6 separate regions of the Mus musculus genome follow, and regions 1, 2, 3, 4 and 6 are each linked to region 5. A link is a contact called in public HiChIP or PLAC-seq and promoter capture Hi-C data. All regions are on one chromosome and are shown on one strand. The core of a region is the stretch at or near the end of the contact, and the rest is flanking DNA. Distances in the headings are between cores, read along the strand shown. Region 1 has its middle 66 kb from the start of Gm35190. Region 2 has its middle 13 kb from the start of Gm35190. Region 3 overlaps Gm35190 (a long non-coding RNA gene). Region 4 overlaps Gm35190 (a long non-coding RNA gene). Region 5 holds the start of Net1 (neuroepithelial cell transforming gene 1). Region 6 holds the start of Akr1c14 (aldo-keto reductase family 1, member C14).

The links. Promoter capture Hi-C pulls out the DNA fragments that hold promoters and counts their contacts. HiChIP or PLAC-seq counts read pairs in DNA pulled down with a chosen protein or histone mark. Capture Hi-C pulls out chosen DNA fragments and counts their contacts.
Region 1: a FOXA1 HiChIP or PLAC-seq map of pancreatic cancer cells shows a contact between it and region 5. The contact joins the enhancer-like site here to the promoter of Net1 in region 5. A contact is called at or near these places in 11 of 39 promoter capture datasets (the C10 cell line, the HPC-7 cell line, cranial neural crest and 7 more), 1 of 15 datasets of contacts at CTCF or cohesin (the NIH/3T3 cell line), 1 of 484 Hi-C or Micro-C datasets (cardiomyocytes), 16 of 115 datasets of contacts at active chromatin or transcription factors (astrocytes, bone marrow-derived macrophages, craniofacial prominence and 8 more) and 3 of 9 other capture datasets (adipose tissue, liver and pancreatic islet).
Region 2: a promoter capture Hi-C map of hematopoietic stem and progenitor cells shows a contact between it and region 5. The contact joins the enhancer-like site here to the promoter of Net1 in region 5. A contact is called at or near these places in 5 of 39 promoter capture datasets (the HPC-7 cell line, embryonic stem cells, hematopoietic stem and progenitor cells and 2 more), 1 of 484 Hi-C or Micro-C datasets (uterus), 5 of 115 datasets of contacts at active chromatin or transcription factors (bone marrow-derived macrophages, effector CD8 T cells, embryonic stem cells and 2 more) and 2 of 9 other capture datasets (adipose tissue and liver).
Region 3: a contact with region 5 is called in a promoter capture Hi-C map of hematopoietic stem and progenitor cells. The contact joins the enhancer-like site here to the promoter of Net1 in region 5. A contact is called at or near these places in 9 of 39 promoter capture datasets (3T3-L1-derived adipocytes, the HPC-7 cell line, cranial neural crest and 6 more), 2 of 484 Hi-C or Micro-C datasets (embryonic stem cells and nephron progenitors), 10 of 115 datasets of contacts at active chromatin or transcription factors (acute myeloid leukemia, differentiating embryonic stem cells, embryonic limb bud and 5 more) and 3 of 9 other capture datasets (adipose tissue, embryonic stem cells and liver).
Region 4: a contact with region 5 is called in an H3K4me3 HiChIP or PLAC-seq map of embryonic limb bud, with 3 times the contacts expected there. The contact joins the enhancer-like site here to the promoter of Net1 in region 5. A contact is called at or near these places in 12 of 39 promoter capture datasets (the C10 cell line, the HPC-7 cell line, cranial neural crest and 8 more), 1 of 484 Hi-C or Micro-C datasets (bone marrow-derived macrophages), 6 of 115 datasets of contacts at active chromatin or transcription factors (bone marrow-derived macrophages, embryonic limb bud, embryonic stem cells and 1 more) and 2 of 9 other capture datasets (adipose tissue and pancreatic islet).
Region 6: a promoter capture Hi-C map of pancreatic islet shows a contact between it and region 5. The contact joins the promoter of Akr1c14 here to the promoter of Net1 in region 5. A contact is called at or near these places in 1 of 484 Hi-C or Micro-C datasets (liver) and 1 of 9 other capture datasets (pancreatic islet).

What each region holds. Positions count from the first base shown.
Region 1 is chr13:3,699,448-3,702,603 of GRCm38.p6, reverse strand. No RefSeq gene overlaps it. Among named protein-coding and RNA genes, the nearest start is that of Gm35190, 66 kb to the left of the region's middle. Within about 2 kb of position 1,708, at least 29 of the 459 cell types and tissues checked have an H3K27ac peak or open chromatin away from gene starts, as enhancers often do. A contact at or near this core is called in pancreatic cancer cells and trophoblast stem cells, where this site is marked.
Region 2 is chr13:3,778,718-3,781,562 of GRCm38.p6, reverse strand. No RefSeq gene overlaps it. Among named protein-coding and RNA genes, the nearest start is that of Gm35190, 13 kb to the right of the region's middle. Within about 2 kb of position 1,507, at least 44 of the 459 cell types and tissues checked have an H3K27ac peak or open chromatin away from gene starts, as enhancers often do. A contact at or near this core is called in adipose tissue, bone marrow-derived macrophages, hematopoietic stem and progenitor cells and 2 more, where this site is marked.
Region 3 is chr13:3,749,294-3,752,165 of GRCm38.p6, reverse strand. All of the region lies in intron 3 of Gm35190 (a long non-coding RNA gene), which reads left to right. Among named protein-coding and RNA genes, the nearest start is that of Gm35190, 17 kb to the left of the region's middle. Within about 2 kb of position 1,300, at least 97 of the 459 cell types and tissues checked have an H3K27ac peak or open chromatin away from gene starts, as enhancers often do. A contact at or near this core is called in adipose tissue, hematopoietic stem and progenitor cells, intestinal villus epithelium and 1 more, where this site is marked.
Region 4 is chr13:3,729,406-3,732,354 of GRCm38.p6, reverse strand. The region is part of intron 3 of Gm35190 (a long non-coding RNA gene); the gene reads left to right. Among named protein-coding and RNA genes, the nearest start is that of Gm35190, 36 kb to the left of the region's middle. Within about 2 kb of position 1,509, at least 87 of the 459 cell types and tissues checked have an H3K27ac peak or open chromatin away from gene starts, as enhancers often do. A contact at or near this core is called in adipose tissue and embryonic limb bud, where this site is marked.
Region 5 is chr13:3,916,325-3,919,537 of GRCm38.p6, reverse strand. Net1 (neuroepithelial cell transforming gene 1) reads left to right here and starts at 1,318. Exons shown (of 12, transcript NM_019671.3): 1 at 1,318-1,600. The coding sequence starts at 1,473.
Region 6 is chr13:4,058,057-4,061,144 of GRCm38.p6, reverse strand. It overlaps Akr1c14 (aldo-keto reductase family 1, member C14), which reads right to left and starts at 1,554. Exons shown (of 9, transcript NM_134072.2): 1 at 1,430-1,554. The coding sequence starts at 1,513.

The DNA.
Region 1 (3,156 bases), core at 459-2,958, 220 kb after region 5:
GATAGACATAAATTGCTTAAATTTGGTTACTCATTGAATGTTTTTCTTTCTCTTTTAATTGTGATTATTTTGCTGGTTGTTTTAGTCTGATCTGGTATCCATGGTCCCTCAGAATTTGTAGAATATTGATCCAGACCCTTCTGGCTTTCAAAGTCTCCACTGAGAAGTCAGGTGTAATGCTATTATGTCTGCCTTTATATCTTACTTGTAATCTTCTCTTGCATCTTTTAATATTCTTTCTTTGTTCTGTACATTTAATGTTTTGATAAGTATATGCCAAGGAGACTTTTTTCTGATCTTGTGTATTTGGTGTTTGTATGCTTCTTATACCTTACTATGTATAAATTTTCTTTTATAATTTTATGAAAAATATTTTCTGTACTGTTGTGCTGGGTTTCTTCTCCTTCCTTTTTCCCTATTATTCACAGGTTTGGTCCTCTTGGTATCCCAGATTTGCTGGATGCTTTGTGCCTGAAGTTTTCTTAAAGTTGGCATTTTCTTTGACTGAGCTATCCATTTCTTCTACCTTGTCTTCAAGGTCTGAAATTTATTTCTTCCACATCTTGTAATTCATTGGTGAGGCTTACTTCTGGGGTTTTGTTTGACATGGTACGCTTCTCCTTTCCAGTTTTATTTCAGTTTTTTAAGTGTTTCTATTTCTATTTTCATGTCTTGAAGTGTTTTCATTCTTTCATCTGTTCGTGTTTGCAGTCTTCATCAGGGAGTTTATTCACATCCTCTTAGGGGTTCTTGAACATATTCATAACTTACTGTTTTGAAGACTTGTGCTTCAGCTAAATTGTATTTCTCTGGGCTGATTGCAAGAGGGTTATTGGCTTCTGGAGGAGACATATTGCCTTAGCTACTCACAGAAAGGTTTATACAACACGTTGGACCACCCAAGCATAGTTTGCTTATTCTTCCCTGAATTGGTTCTGTGCTCTTAAATGTTGAATCCATATTCAGCCTTGGTTTGAAGGTCAGGTCAGTGGTTATCTGACTTCCCATTAGTCTCTAACTCTGAGAAATTCTTGGCACTTTTATGAAGTATAGAAATAGAATCATCAGAATATAAAGTTTGGGATCTGGGATTTACACAGTAGAGTGCCTGCCAATCCCCAACATCACATAAACTGACTGTGATAGTGGGCAGTTATAATTCAAGCTTTCAGGAGAAGGAAGCAGGAAATCATTTTACCTGAGTAGAAGAGGATGCTGTATAATCCCCGAACTCTAGTTAGAAAGGGCCGGGTCTCCCCAGAATTTAAGATCAATGATAACCATAAATGAGATCACAAGCACCGTTGGGAGAAGAACCGAATTTGGGTTCTAAACAACTTCGTGAAAACACTGTGGAAGCAATTTAATGATACTGTAAGAACTCCAGCCCCTCCACTGCAATACCAGTCTTCATGACAGACCCCCTTAAGGAGAAAAGACTTAACTGGTGATACTGTAGAACAGGGAACCCTAACAGCATGTGAGATACAGACTTCAGTGCTGCATGAAATTCCTGAGCCGTACAGGATGGCTTAACACTGTACAAGTACATTTGAGCCTTCTGGAGGTAGCTCACAGGCGTTGATCGTTCTATGGAGCCTGTAGAGAAGAGGAAGTTGCAACTGGGAATTTGCAAAGTCCTTTCTTGCTCTTTGGATTTCTGCTAATGATTGACAGGCTCACTTGCCAGGAAATTTACCCTGACAAGTCACTTCCTCCTTTGAAGGCTCTTGACTCACCTCTAACTCACCTCCTATAAGTCTGCTCCTGACCAGACAACCCAGGGGTTGGTGTGCTTTGTTTTTTCTGAGTTGTTATGTACGATGGCTTTCTTGACTCACAAGTACTGAGGCTTGTACAGGAAGCCCAGGCTGGAGCTGAGTCCTAATCCTATTCTTTATAAAAAATACATCGAGCTCTAATTTCAGCTCCAGCGGAATTGGAGAATTATGCTACCCAGACTCACCATAGCTCAGTGTCTAGCTGTAGGGTGCAGGGGACGTTGATCATACTTCTCATCCCCTATACAAGAACACATCAGCATGGTGCATAGTGCAAAAGTAGCTTTGTCCAAGCTACACAGTCAACCATTACATCACACATTAAATATGTGTGTGTGTGTGTGTGTGTGTGTGTGTGTGTGTGTAGAAAGAGAGAGAGTTTACCATCAAAAAAACTTAGGTGTTCAGATAACATATGTCTTCTAGACTTACTTCTCAAAGGCCTTATAACCTTAAAAAAGAGAAAGAAGAATCTTCTATGCTGTGCCTTTCTGTCTGTGAAATGCATGTCGATAGAGGGCCATCAATGTACACACACACACAACCATACACTACCTGCAAGCTACTCAATTTCACACACATCATTCCATGTCTGACAGTCCACAATGTGTGCTTATCATGGTCCATGTATCCCACGGAAATGACAGAGAGCTCCCGAGAGAGAACCAAGTTCTAGATAAGGAAGGACATATACTATGTAATGCCATTGAAAACTCTTGGGGCAAGGAATAAGTCACTGGAGGAGAACGGAAGCTAAGGGAAGAAAGCCTATGTGCCCATCCCAGAGGAAAGGGGGTCTGAGCAAAAGCTAAACAATTTATATAAAGCCAAGAATCTTAAACTCAAGGGCTCTTCTTCAAAAGACACTCTCACACTGAGACTCCACAAGGAATCTACCACCAACCTATTATGCAACCTCAGAGCTCCTAAGGAGGAGGTAGGTATAGGAGGATGCTTCTGTGTCTTCCCAGGAGTGCTGACAGACAGCTTCAGACAGTCACTGAAAGGGGCCCTGTCGTATCTCAAAAGCCTTAATTAGAAATAAGCGGAATATGAACAGTAAGTAGCCTTTATGGGGTACTTTGGTGATTGTCAGGCACGCTCATTATCAATCAACTCATTCAATCCCAAGGGAGGCAGCAAGTGGAAATAGCCTCCATGTTTTCCTAGCTTTTGATATCTAAAGCCCAGAGCACTTGAGAGAAACAGGAGGTAGAGCGGGGGAGAGCATTTGACTTGGACAAACTTGAGGGGAGAAGGACCTGTCTCTGATGAAAAGATTCCTCTGAGGTTGGCCTAAAGAGAGGAAGTCAGGGAGAAAGGAGAACAGGAGTGTGGGAGCTGGAGAGGTGGCTCAGCAGCTAAGGGTGTTTGC
Region 2 (2,845 bases), core at 258-2,757, 140 kb after region 5:
CATATGGTAGCTCACAGTTTTCTGTAACTCAGGTTTCAAAGGATACAATGACCTCTTCTGGCCTATTTGGACATGCATATGGTACACATGTATGTATACAGGCAGACATTCATATGCACAGAATAAAAATAAACAATTTAAAAAGATCTCTAGGCTGGGGTGTAGCCTAGATGGGTAAACAAGCATGCATGAAGCTCTGAACCCTAAACTCATCACCACATCAAACCAGGTATAGTGGGACATGCCTATAATCGAACATTCCAGGTCATCCTCTGCTACACATTAAGTTTGAATCTAACCTGACCTGCATGAGACCCTGTACCAAAACAGAGACACAAAATCTGAAGACTGGAACAATCTTTATTTACTTTTTTTTCTTTTTATTGGAGGTAGCTGGCTGTTGCTGCTGTTGTTGTTTGAGACAGGGTTTTGCTATGCAGCATAGTCTAGTCTCCTCTTCACTGCATGGCGTGCCCTCCCACCAGCAGATTTGCCTTTTCTGGTTTCTGAAATGATCTCCATATGTAGCTCATACTGACCAGAAATGTGTCGTCCTTTTGCCTCCATTTCCCTAGAGTTTGAAGAAAAAAATCTTTAAAGTAACATCAGCAGTGATTAACTGAGTATAGGAGTGGGAGAAGGAGCAAGAAAGGCAGCAAAGACAGTTGAGGGGTCTCCTTGGGGTGATGATGCCACTCACTGTCACATGTCCCGTGATGGTTCCAGTGTGCTTTCACTCTTGGGAATTTATCACGTTATGGACTTTTATGAGACCAACTCTTTGCCTTCTTGGCTGAGTTGTCAACTCTTAATTTGGGCTATTTGAAGGTAAACATTGTCAACTGGACCGGACCTATAACCACTTCAGGGAAAGCCCTCTGTGGGGACATGTGATAAGACGACTCACCCTAAATATGGGTGATGTCATCCCACAGACTGAGGTTCTAATCTGAATAAAGAGGAGAAAACTAAGCTCATCTCTCTCTGATTCCTAACTACAGATTCGATGTAAGCCAACTTCTTCATACTCTGTGTAAATAAACCCTTGGTTCCTTCCTTGGGGGGTTTGTCAAGTATTTTGCCACAGCAGTGAGAAAAATAATATAGGCCATTGATTATAAGATAATTCAACAGGGTGTTTTACAAAAGACAGGAGGGAGGGAAGGAGGGAGGGAGGGGGAGGGAGGGAGGGAGGGAAGGAAGGGAGGAAGGAAGGAAGGAAGGAAGGAAGGAAGGAAGGAAGGAAGGAAGGAAGGAAGGAAGGAAGGAAGGAAAGATTTTAACTTTTAACTCTGGGCTTTCTTACTCCCAAAGGAAAAGTCATGATCAACAACATATCTTCAAAAGAATGCTATGTGCAGAGTGCCCAGCGTGGTAGCATGCCTTTGATGGTGGAGGGCAGAGCGAGCCTTTTCCTTCATCCTGTCTCACTTCAACCATGCTTACCAAGGAGTCTAGGCATCATGCCACCTCTCGGACTTGACATCACACAATGCCCCCAAAGATATTTCACAATCACTCTGTTCCCTTTTGTTCTATCTGCCCTTATAAGCAGATACAGGCTGGGCCTGCTTGGCCTGTTTTGTTCTGTTTTGTTTTGCTTTGTTTTGTTTTTAAAGAGATAAGGAAATAGAATCAGAGAGAAAGGCTGGTAAGCTTTCACTACGTCATTGCTGAGTCAGGGCAGAAACGTGTAACTGATGTTTGTTTCCCCCTCTAGCAGCCTAAGTTCTAGGCCTGGACTGATGGGTAATGTTGCATCCCTGGAGCCTCCCAGCAACACTTGCGTGAGGACCCAGTCCCCTGCTCATGGACCCACAGCCACCGGCCCACCCCCATGTCAACACACAGGCCTCTGCCTGCTGCTACCATGTGTATCTTTCTGTTCATTTGTTTTTGTTGTCATTGCTCTCTGGATTTGGTTAGACCAGATAATCGGTACCAGTTCTGGAGTTGGTTCTCTCCTTCCATCCAGAGATTGACTTAGATCATCAGTTTTGACAGCAAGTGTCTTTGTCCTTGGAGCCTCCTTACCAGCCCAGGACCACCAAGTTTGGAAGTAGGGACATAATTTCTCTCTAAGGCCACCATTTCATCATTCTTTCTGGAGGAATAAATCAATAAGACTGGGCTAACCCTGAAAACAAGGTTGTCATGCCCTGTGTCACAGAGGAGGCACTACACGACTTTCATGGTCCCATAGAGATCTCTGCCTAGAGAGGCACTGTGACCTTAATGATTTCATAGAATAAACAGGCCTTCACAAAAATCCTTTCACATTATAGATGACCTGAAAGAAAGAAACAGACTTATCTACAGCCAGCACCAGAGATGACAGTGTGTGACAACCAGTTCAAGCTTGACCAGAGAAGCAAGTGACCTAGTTCTAGATCCAACTCAGCCAGTAATTAGCTGTTTGGCCTTTGGCCAGATCCTTAGTCATACCTTCCCAACATCATATATCCCATAGCTAGAAGTACTTCTGAGATTTAAGTAATGTGAGTCAATATTTTATTGTATTTTTAGTGTGTGCATGTGTGTTCACATAGATGCATGTCCAGGCATATGTGAATATGTTCCGATCCAGAAGACAGTTCTGTTTGTTATACCTCAAGTACATTCACATTGTTTTTGAGTCTGGGTCTCTCACTGGCCTGAAGCTCAATAGCTCCCCAGGCTAGGCTGGCTGAGCAGGTAACCCCAGAGACCCTTCCATCTTCACCTTCCCAGTAAAAGGACTACAAGACCATGGGACCACACCCACGTTCTTGGAGGAGTGCCAGAGATCCAAAATGGGTCCTTGGGCTTTCGTAAAAAGTACTTCATTGACTGATTCATTCCCCTG
Region 3 (2,872 bases), core at 51-2,550, 170 kb after region 5:
AAAACCTTCCCCTTAACTATACTACAGAGTCATGTCATTGGTTGTTTATACAGTAGATTTTATGTACTTAATCATATTTGAAATCAAGTAGGATTGTACAGAAAAGCCCACTTTTTCTTGTTTTGCCTCCCTCTCCTCAAGCAGATCCTCAGCCCCTGCAAAATGTGCCCCATTCCATCACTTCTGTGACTCTCAGAGGGTTCCTTGGGATGTGTTTATATGAACTCTAACTAAGTGTAGTGACAACTTTTGTGTGTCAACTTGACACAAGTTAGGAGTCATCAAAGAGTAAGAAGCCTCAGTTGAAAAAACACCTCCATGAGATCCAGCTGTAAGGCATCCTCTCAATTAGTGATCAATAGGGGAGGGCCCAGGCCATGGTGGGTGGTGGTCCTGGGTTCTATAAGAAAGCAGGCTGAGCAAGCCATGGAAAGCAAGTCAGTAACTAGCACCTATCCATGGTCTGCCTCTGCATCACCTCCTGCCTACAGAATTCAGCCCCTTTTGAGTTCCTGTCCTGATTTCCTTTAGTGACGAACAACAATGTGGAAGTATAAGCTTAATAAGCCCTTTCCTTTCCAACTTGCCCTTCGGTCATGGTGTTTTGTCAGAGCAATAGAAACAGTAAAATACCAAGTTTAAACAGAAAAAAAACCCCAGTGTGTGAAAAATGAGTTGAGGAATGTAGTTCACTCAGTGAAGTGTTTGCCCAGCATTCAGGACCTCTAGGCTTGATCTCCATCACCATATATACCCAGCACAGTGGCATGTACCTGTAATCTCAACACTTTAGAGGTGCAGGCAAAAGGATCCAGAGTTGAAGGTTATCCTCAGTTACATAGCAAATTTGAGGCCAGTCTGAGCCACATATGAACCTTAGTGAAGAGGAGGGGGGAGGATGAGGAAGAAGGGGAGAGAAATCATAATAATGCAAAATTTCAGAAAGGAAGGGGCTGAAGAAAGAATGAAGAGTGATCAGCCCTCGTGGTGGTTGCCCTTTTCCCCCAACTCTCTTCATATGAACATTCTTGAGTCTCCTTTAAGAGCACTCCAGAAGTACAGGTCCATGCTCACTCCTGCCTGGGCATGTCTCCCCTGGCCACCTTGGGTTATAGCAAAGGCAAGATAAGGAGAACCATTACCCTCTTGGTTCTATTCTTGCAACCAAGTGTGAAGTAAACAAGAAAGGACTTAATCTTGGTTGTGCAGAGGAGGAAATGGGAGCCCTGAGGGGTCAAATGCATTGCTCAGGTCACTCAGCAAGTGAGTGGCTGCTGCCAGGACCTGGCCTGGATCCCAGGCTTGTGGCCTCAGTCCCTGGCTTGTGACCTCAACCACAAATGTGTTTTTCTCCACAGAGCCCTGTGTTCTGAACTCCACATCTTGACCACCAGTACAAACGGTCCCAAATCCTTGTAATTCCACATTCTTGGGACAACAATCTAATCATCACAGTGGCTAACATTTCTTGAGCTTTGAGTACACATGGGTCTTTTTCTGAGCATTCTATATCTATTATCTTCTTTAAACCTGGTAATAATCTTGCTTAAGAAAACATGTGAAGGTTAATAGTTTTACACACACACACACACACACACACACACACACACACTCATGAAGCCTGCATTCAAATTCAAGTTAGGACTTGATATGTAGTTCAGTTGGTAGAGTGCCTGCCTGGAGTGTAGGAGGCCTGGGTTCTGATCCCCAGGCCTGCATAAACTGGGTATGGTGGCACACTCCTGTGATCTTAGCACTTGGATGGTCATGGCAGGACTACCAAAAACTCAAGTTTTTCCTTTGCTATGTAGAGAATACCTAGCCTTTAAAATTATCACCAGAGAAGTGTAGCCCTAGAAAACAGATACAGGGTCCCAGGATAGGGTTGTACTGTACGGTACTGGGTTTGAGTCTGGGTTGTTGCTGAAATCTCCAGAGAAACCTCCAGGCAAACAGACTTCCAGGCTTCATCCTGAACCTTCATTAAAATGTGAACAGAAGCAGGTGTTTTTAAGAGGCCCATATATCCATCTGAAGATAAGCCAAGTGTGGAATCTCAGCCAAGAGCCCAGGGGAGGTGGGGGTGGAGGCTGGAAAGAGTCAGATGAACAACAGAGCCCTATCTGGGAGCCACAGTAAGAAGAAAGGCTCCAAGGAGGGGCATGACATGGCACATAGGCAGTCAAGCTTTACAGGACAAGGGCCACCTTTGAGAGAGGTTGTTCCCTGCCATGGACACAAAGGTCCAAGGGAAGGGAGGTCACATTGTTCCTACATCGAGCTCTGACATGGTGTGCCCAGTGCTATGTCACATGGCAGCATCACACAGCTGGCTGGGCTTGGAGGAAAGGGTGTGTCCCCACTTTGAAGCCACTGGGGCATACTTCCTCCCACTACCACTGAGTGCCCTGGACAGGACACAGTGACACGAGACCAAGTTTGGCTCACCTCGATGTGTGTATCACATATAACAGAACCAGAAACACAGGCTAGAAGGAGTCCAGATCTGAGTGTGGCCTTCTAGGGTCTGCTTACAGCAGGTCATAAGGAGGCCTAGAGAGCTGTCTTAGAAGCACATCAACACACCCAGAGCCTTGAGCACTGCTTTCTTACCCCTAGCCTTGCCAATACCCTCACTTCTTGTTGATCCCTCAGATTTCTGCCTCACTTTTTATTTTTATTTTCCTGTGCTGAGAATTGAACCCAGGAATCTTGCACATGTCAGACAAACATCCTATCACTGCCCTGTATTTCCAGATTTTTTTTAGGTATTTGTTTACTCATTTCTTTAATTTTAAAGACAGTGTCTCACTTTGTAGTCCCAGCAGACCTTAAACTTGGGATTCTCCTCTATCAGTCTCTTCATTAGCTA
Region 4 (2,949 bases), core at 260-2,759, 190 kb after region 5:
GTAAAGAGTGCTCGTCTTGAGGCCAGATAGAATGATAAGGACTTAAACCCAAGACAAGAAGGTAGTCCTTGTACCAACTGCCCCATATATACTCATTGCTTCAGGCAGCTTTTCCAAATCAGATCCTAATCTGCTCAGTTCTGTTTTTTGTTTTGTTTTGGTTGGTTGGTTTGGTTTGGTTTTTTTTGTTTGTTTGTTTGATTTTTGGTTTTTTGAGACAGGGTTTCTCTGTGTAGCCCTGGCTGTCCTGGAACTCACTCTGTAGACCAGGCTGGCCTCGAACTCAGAAATCCACCTGCCTCTGCCTCCCAAGTTCTGGGATTAAAGGTGTGTGCTACCTTCCACGCCTGGCTTCTGCTCAGTTTTATCCAGTGTCTCTAAGCTGAGGTTTAGAATATTATATTCTAAACACATGTTTCTAAGTCATGTCTTAATTAGGACATTTAAGGAAAGTTAGAGTTGGGATATTGCTACTTTAACAGGTTAGAAACATGCTTACAGATTGGGTAGGAATAAGACACACTGCTTCCAAGAAGGCATGCCTTAAGCTCAGGCAAGTAAGTTACTGGAGTATCTAAAAGCAGAAAGAATCTAAAGGAAGAAAGAACTTCCTCTCGAAGAGCAGTAGCAAGGGTCAGCGCTATGGCCGGCTTCTTGAGCTGCTAGATGGAGCTTGAATAAAACAACATGGAGAAAAGTTAAGCTTAACCATGAATTTCAACACCTTTGAAAGAAATTAATCCCTGCTCTGATTCACCAGAATTACTAAAGTCAGATCATGAGCCTTGGCTGCCCAAACAAGCTAGCTTGTCCACCTATCTCCAATTTGCTAATTAAGCAGACAAACAAGGAGAGGCTTGAATGGTACCCTTGAGTCCACCTTTAGAATCCTGAGATGAGGTTTAGGTTTAAATAGAGGGTAAGAAGGCTGCATACGCAATCCTAGTCCATTTGTGGTATCATCTGTCTCTGACCCATCAGTGTCTCAGCTCCAGGCTTTCGCTCAGGATGGAACCAAGTCAAATCTGTTTCTGAGAGACAAGCTCCTCTTCTGGTTGCCACCAAGCTTCTACCTTTCCCTCTCTTACCATAAGATCCCAGGAAATTTACTAGGGGAAATTCTAGTTCCTTGGGGACTGCTGTTTCAGAAGTCTGCCAGTCTTTTTCAGAATGTCTTTACACCTGCCAGGAAAGTTAAGGTCGCAGCAAAAGTTGCTCAGTGACTCACTACAGTGGTCAGGAGAGGACAAGCTTGCCTCTGCTTCTTAACTGATGGATCTGCCATCAAAACTACCTCAGAGTTTCTTTTCATTATACGGTAGTTTATTGAGCCCTCAGACACTAATTTCCTCACGTTTGGGAAAGGATAAGAAAAGAAATTCCAACAGAGGCTGGGAGAAAGGGGTGAGCAATTGAAATACAATTAGTTAGCAGAGTGTCAGTACATAACACACAAAATACAAAGGACTTTGCAGGACCAAGGGGACCCCTGGTGATGGAGACACACAGAGGATCAAGCCAGTGATCTACAGCAGGGACGCTATGCTGGGGAGCTGCCAGGCCTAGAGGGTGCAGCTCTGATTCTCAGCTGACATTTGGAACAATCACTACTGAACAGCCACCTTTGCTCACAACAATCTCTGGCCCTCCCTTCAACTCCTTGACTCTTAAAGGCCGGGTCAAGAGCCTCTAGGCTTTTTTTTGTGACCTTTTTCTACAATGTTGGTTGCCCTGGAAACTACTGCAGCTGGCTCTTGGCCTCCCGAAGCAGGCACTGTAATGAGAATCTCAGGCAGGTTTTTTCTGCTCTGCCAGTGCTGAGGACAATGGGTGGAATGCTGGCCAAACAGCTCTGGTTTCAGGACCTGTTCTGAGGACACTCCCCGCAGCTCATAAAAGAAGGGGAGGGAGCAAGATTTGGGAGGAGAGGTGGGGAGGGGGACACAGAAGCTGATGGCAGTGTGACTCAATATAGAAACTCTCTGTCACAACCTTCCTGGGAAAGGGTGATGATAGTTACATGGTGCTGTGTCTGTGGGATTACATAACAAAGACTAAAGTCTGTGGCCATCCCTTTCCTCACCTTGTGTGTGTGTGTGTGTGTGTGTGTGTGTGTGTGTGTGTGTGTCTGTGTGTGTGTGTGTGTGTGTGTGTGTCTGTGTCAATGTGTGTGTCTGTGTGTGTCTGTGTATATCTATGTATATCTGTGTGTGTTTGTTTCTGTATGTGTGCCTATGTGTCTGTGTGTGCCTGTGTGTATGTCTGTGGTGCATGTCTGTGTGTCTTCATGTATATACACATGTGAACAGAGGTCAACATTTCTATCTTCCTCAATTTTTTTTTTTTTGAGACAAGGTCTCTCACTGATTGGAGACAAGGTCTCTCACTAAACATGGAATTCACTGAGTTAGTCAGGCTAAGGCTAGCCAACAAGCTCCAGAGATCCTCTTGTCTCTGTCTTCTAAGTGCTGGGGTTACAGATTCATGGACCACTCCTGACTTCTCTGTGGATGCTGGTGATCTGAACTTGGCCTCCATGCTAGCATGTCTGGTGCTTTACTAAGTCACCTACCTCCCCAGGCCCAGAGCTCACCATTTAGTCGTTACATTCTTTCACTTTTTTAGTGACTAGAATGAAATCACTCTGATCAGATCTATAGATGACCTCATCCGGAGATGACCCTGTCTGTAGATGACCCCATCTATAGATGATGACCCCGTGTGTAGATGACCCATCTGTAAATGACCCCATCCAGAGATGATCCCATCCAGAGATGACCTCATTTGGAGATGGCCTAAATGGAGAGTGAATCTACTTCAGATAACGCTACCGATATTTAAGAAACAAAATCCCCACCTTATCAAGTTAGGAAAATGGACTGAGACTACCATAGGAGAACCTGGCTAAGTGGAAATTGTCTTAAGTGAGTATAAGTTAGTAGGACCTCA
Region 5 (3,213 bases), core at 69-2,568:
CCCTTGTTCTATCTGCCTGGAAGCCAGTATTCTGCTAGCAGCCTTCAGATGAAGATATAGAACTCTCAGCTCTTCCTGTACCATGCCTGCCTGGATGCTGCCATGTTCCTGCCTTGATGATAATGGACTGAATCTGTATTCCAGCCCCAATTAAATATTGTCCTTATAAGGGCTGTCTCTTTCATGGTGTCTGTTCACAGCAGTAAAACCCTAAAACAGAATTTTTCTAAATTGACATAAAACTAGCCATCATTGTTCTATATTTCATATTTTATGCTTTCAGTTAAAATCACAATGTTTTGTTTTACTATATACCTCTTATTTTTAATTTTCTTTTATTTTCAAGATTATAATATAATCACACCATTTTCTCCCTTCTCTTTTCTCCTTCCCAACTCTCTCCTATACCCCTTCTTGCTATCTTTCACATTCATGGACTCTTTTTATTAATTATTGTTACATAGTCAATATGTAACAATATGTTATACATATATGTTCCTAAATACACAAATACAGCCAGCTCAGTCTGTATGATGTTATTTGTATGTTTTCAGGGCTAGCTGTTAGTATTGGCTAACCAATGGTATTCCCTGAAGAAGACCATTTCTTTATCGGCTGAATGCAGTCTTCACAGTTAATCAGTTATATTTAGACATCTCCCAGTCATTCATTTAGATTGCCTTTAATTTTTCTATTATACACAACATCATTAATATCTCCCTGTATACAAGAGAGACTACATTTAAGACCATTAGCGATATTTAAAATCAGAGAACGTTTTTATTTACCAATCTTCACATAATAACCTGAGCAGGGTCCCTTGTTTCATGCTGCACGTTTTGCAGTCTTGCAAGCAGAGAAAGCAGCCCTTTCCATTCGGTAAAGCGACTGTGTCCTACTTACTGAAAGACAGGAGTACATAACTAGATTTCACTGGTTCTCTAGAGACATCCTGGAGAACAAAGTATTGTCTTTGGCAATTGGGAATATATTCCACATGTATAACTTAGTGTTTATACGTCCAACTGCCTCTTGCTTTGGGGTCAATACCTTCATCCTGTCTAACGCTAAACAACAACAAATGATAAACAGCTTCCGATCCATTTTCCTGCCCTGCAAGTGAAAGTTCTAGTGAATAGAGACTGCCTTTCAGGAGTAAGGTGTGTAGTTAAAATAAATCCCCAAATTCCTAACTTTCACCTTACCACTTTCCCTTTGTCACTGGAGCTCCTAAAAGTTTGGTATGAAGTCTTCTGATTAGGGCGGGACTCCACGTAGCCTAGCAACCGCTTCCCACTCTCTGATTGGCCGATCTCTGGGCAGCCGCCATTTTCAAATCCCCGGATGACGGCGGTAGCCGCTCTCTGCTAGAAGGCGACTTGCTGCCTCGCAGAAGCTGGCGGGCATTGTGCCCGCCACGATCGGTCTCCTGGGCACTGGGCCACCGCCCCACCAACCCCCCTTCTCCGGACATGGAGCCAGAGCCGGCGGCTCAGAAGCAGCCCCGACCTCGGAGGAGAAGCCGCAGGGTCTCAATGCTCAGCGAGGAACCTGCCGCGGGGCTTCCGGCCGACACACCCGGGCCGGCGGCGAACGAGAGGTGAGGGTGGCGGGAGGTGGGTGAGAGCCGGGGACCGAGTCTGGAGACTCAGGACGGGATGGACTGGACGGTGGGTGACCAAGGACTGGCAGTGCAGTAGGGGAGGTTGGGGAAGGCCGGGCAGAAATGCCGCGGGAGGAGAGTGCGCTGCCCGGCGGGCTGCACCGAGGGCTGCACAGCGACTGCTCGGCCCTGCGTAGAAGGGGTGGACTCGTTGGACTTGTTGACAATCTCCTTTAACCCCGTCCCTGGGGAACCGTACATCTGCACCAGAGCTGTTCTCTACCAGAAACTAGTTGTGGATGCAGGCGCTCAGATCAAGACTGTCGTGGACCCTGTGATGAGAAGAGGAATTGTCACCTGAACAGATACCAACCCTTTCAGCCTAAAAGCGGCTGTTCAAATGAAATGTCCTTTGCAGACCAGAACAGGACAGGCTCCTGGAATGAAGAGATCAGAGAAAGACTCTTTCTGGCTTTTCAGTTATTAGCACATTTTCACATTCTGTGTTGTATCTTCATTTCTATGTGTCTGGGAAAGGCAAACACTAGGTTGATTTCAGAAATCTGTGTCTGGAAGAGAGGCTGTGGGAGTCATAATATTTTTATTAAATAGGAAATTGAAATGGCATTTGTCTGGACTACTCTGTCATTCTTTTGCCCTTCGAAATATGAGAAATGGTCTCAAAGTACTGAATGCAATGGTTTCCCATTATAACGTTAGACATTGAGTTACAAAGTATGTAACTTTGTTCAAATCTACGTCTACATAGTGAGTTTATGATAGTGTCTGCCTCATATAAGGCACTGTGTGAACATCAGTACTTATCATGGGCCTCGGCAGAAAACTCGGCAGAAATCTTGTCTGTCAGTTTTAAATCTGTTAAAGTAACAGTGCTGTGTCTGCTCCATCTTTTCAGACATCCCCATGGTCCACTTGACATGATTTCAGGGTTTTTTTGGTTTTGTTTCTGAGACAAGTTCTCACTGTGTAACTTGGTTACCCCAGAACTCACTACCTGTGTAGAGACGCTGGCCACAAACTCATATTGTACTTCTGTACCAGAGCTGTTCTCCATGGAAACTGGTGGACTGTAGGTGGTCTTACATCCATAGGACTATTGGTGAGAAGAGGAATTGTCACCAAGCAGGCTCCAAACCGTTCTGCCTAAAAACTGGTCTTTCTTCCTTAGCCTCCCCCTGTTCTCGGATTGCAGTGTGAACCTCGACGCCCAGGTCATTTGATAGGATGTTAAATTAATCTTTTATATAGCTTATAATCTAATCATGACAAATGGTTTTGAGGAAAAAGCAAACACCTTACTTTCATTATCAAGGCATGGGCAAACCCATTGTATTAAGTAACTCTATAAAGAGCTAGATTCTTTCAGTTAGTACTGATTTTTATGAGTTTGAAGTTTAAGGCAATATTTACCAGAATTCTTGCCTTCTGAAACTTCCTCTCTTCCAATCAGACCGTGTGTTTAAGAAGTCAGAGTGCAGAAAGAAGGCATCTTTGAGACTGAGAATTACAAGAATTAGGATGGGCTAGTGAAGGAGCAGAAAAGGAGGACTTCCTGAAGATGAACAGAAGCAGTGCTTCATTCCACGTGT
Region 6 (3,088 bases), core at 305-2,804, 140 kb before region 5:
TGACTTGTGGAAAGTAAAACAAAAATGAGTCTGCTTTAAATACTACCTGGATCTGATTCATCTTACCAACAAAGACAATAACAAGAATGAAGATGAGTTATAAAATTTTTCTAATTTTTCTATTTTTGTTATTTGTGCACATGCACATGAGAGAGAGAGAGAGAGAGAGAGAGAGAGCATGTTTTTGTGTGTGATCTGAATATCTAAGGAAGTCCTGTGTGTACCTTTTCTCTTCTGCCCTGTGAGCCCAGGGACCAATCAGACTCAATTCATCAAAGGCCCGACAAAATGTTTCAGGAATTGTTTTCTCTAATGTATTCAATCTACGTAAAATAGTATAATTTAGTTTTCCATTTAAAAACACTATTTTATCTTAAGTGTTTTGCCAGCCTGCATGTCTATGTTGCCTGGTGTCAGCAGAGACAAGAAGAGGATTTTGAATCTCCTGGACCTGGAATTACAGACAGTTGTAAGCCACCATGAGGGTGCCAGGACTTGAACCTAGTTCCTCTGCCACAGGAGCCAGTGCTCTTAACCACTGAGCTCAAACACTGAGTTCCAGTTTACACAACGCAGCCCTGCCCTTCTCTAAACTGTACTGACTCCTACAGATTTACTGAAACTAGAGCTGCTGTGATATCTTTGCTCCTTACCTCTCTTTCAAGCATGCATGCTAAGTAAAAATTCTTATCAGAAGAGGTCAAAGTATCTCTATGATCATGTCTTCTGCATGAGAAAATTGCGACTTAAGCTTGCAGTGCCAGTCTTTGCCACGCACTGAGTAAGTAACCAGAGGATGAGATCAGAATGAAAACATTTCCCCAGGAAAACCTCCTGTTGTATTTTGATTCAAATGTCATGAATGGGATCATGGAGCAAGGATTTAGAGTTGCTTTGTTAAATTATAATTAACCCCAAAAATAGTGTTCTATTTTCTTTTTAGGTAAATGCTTCTAAAGTGAAAGTAGGAAAGAAATTCTACTTCAGTGCAGGTCTGAAGTTTGTGCTGTGGACTCAGACTCTGCTCTTTGTCTGATCATTTGTCATAAACTCCAATAAGTTCTACTACAAATTTGTTTTCTGGCTTCTGAGAGGAATAGTTATTTGAAGCACAGAAAGAAAAAAAAATCCATGTCACTAATCCTTTTGTAATCAATTCAAAGCACAGCAGTAGTACTGATTGGTTTTCATTTACTGTAAAATAGACTGAAACTAAAGGAGAAACAGAGCAGAGCCCAGAATAAACAATATTGTCCACATGATAAGTCTCCAAGGAACAGTAACAAGTCTGACTCCTCTATTACACATGAATAGCTGTAATCTGCAGACCTGATGTCTAATGTGAGCCTGAAGCAAACAGGAGCAAATCTAAAAGCACATCCTTGATCTCTTCTCCTATAAACTCTTAAGCCCAAGACACAACTCTTACCTTATCGGGCACAGTGGTTCCAAACCCCAGTGCAGGGATGAAGTGACCATCGTTTAGTACCACACGTGGGGATACAGAATTCATAGCTTGTTACTCATGCAACCACGCAGGTCTTGAGACTTCTGTTTTCACAGGATAAACGCCAGGAAAATTGCTACAGCTCCTTAAATATCTCCTGGAAAGTTAAACAATGGCATGTGGGAGGAGCCAGCTTAAAGCAATAGTCCAGAGACAAAAACTGGAGGCTGTCTGCATGTGTATGAGAGTGAACTCCAATAAATCAAGAAAGCATGAAAATGAAACCATGAATTTCTTGTAGAAGAAAAGGTTCTGTTCACAGTCCATGCTTAATTGTGTAAATTGTTAAGGGGAAACTGATGGACAGCAATCAATCACAGGTTACCTAGAAAGTAACTTCAGCTACTGGGCTCTGGTTTTCATTTGAAAAGAGTATCTCTTCTTTACTTTCTAAACAGTAAAAGTCTCATTGTGACATTTCCACCCAGACACAATGTTTCTTGATCAAGCTTACCCACTGCCCCTCCTGTTCCCTCTCTGGCCCCCTAAATAGTCTCTTCTCCTTTTATGTCTTTTTTCAAAAACCAAACACCATCTGTGGGGAACACACAAGCTATTTGCCTTTCTGAGTTGGGGATTTTATGTTTAACAAGATGATTTTCACCTAGTCCATTCGTTTTGGTGCAAATGATATGATTTTGTCTGTCCTAAATAAAGCTCTGTTGCAGGAAATATTTAAAAAATGAACTGGCACGTTCCTACTCTTGTGCCTCTGCCCCAGCGGCCTGGCTGACCATGCACTGGTGGGCAACAGCCAGCCTGTTTCTATCTTGTGGAGACTGACTCAAAACTCCACAATCTCTCCACCCAGCTCTCGGGTTCCCACTGGCAGTTGCTACCACGCCAACCCCGTGCTTCAAATCCCCCATGCCTTTGTGGTGCACATCTGGCAATCCCATGCTTTGCCACCATACCTTTCTTGAACCCATATGAGCCACCGAGTGAAGGAAAACGCAACACAAACTCAGTTCAGAAACAATGGTAACTCAATCTCTGGGTGCAACAACTAAAACCTAATCTTGTAAACTAGCCAGCCTGGTTTACAGAGTGAGTTCCAGGACAGCCAAGGCTACACAGAGAAACCCTGTCTCGAAAAACTAAAAAAAAAAAAAAAAAAAAAAAAAAAAGTAAAATCCAATTACTGGCTGAGATAAGAGCACTGACTGTTCTTCAGAAGGCTCAGTGTTAAAATCACAGCAACCACATGGTGGCTCACAACCACCTGTAACGAGATCTGATGCCCTCTTCTGGTGCACCTGAAGACAGCTACACTGTACTTATTTATAATAATAAATACATTTTTTTTTTAAAAAATCCAATTCCTTGCAAATTTGCCATGATACCAGAAACTCTAGCAACTACATCTTACCTGTCTGCTGTCCCATTCCAAAGAGGGTCTAACTCTCTCCTGCCACCTATTTTTGTCCATCCAACCCAGAAGTCCCTCCTACTTGCCCAGTGATTGGCTCCTTTATTCATTAGGAGACTGGTTCACAAGAAGCCACCTGAGCTTGAGACTCATTCCTCATTCCAGGCAGCCTCTCCCAGGAGAGCAGAATTAACATAAAATACAAGCAGCAC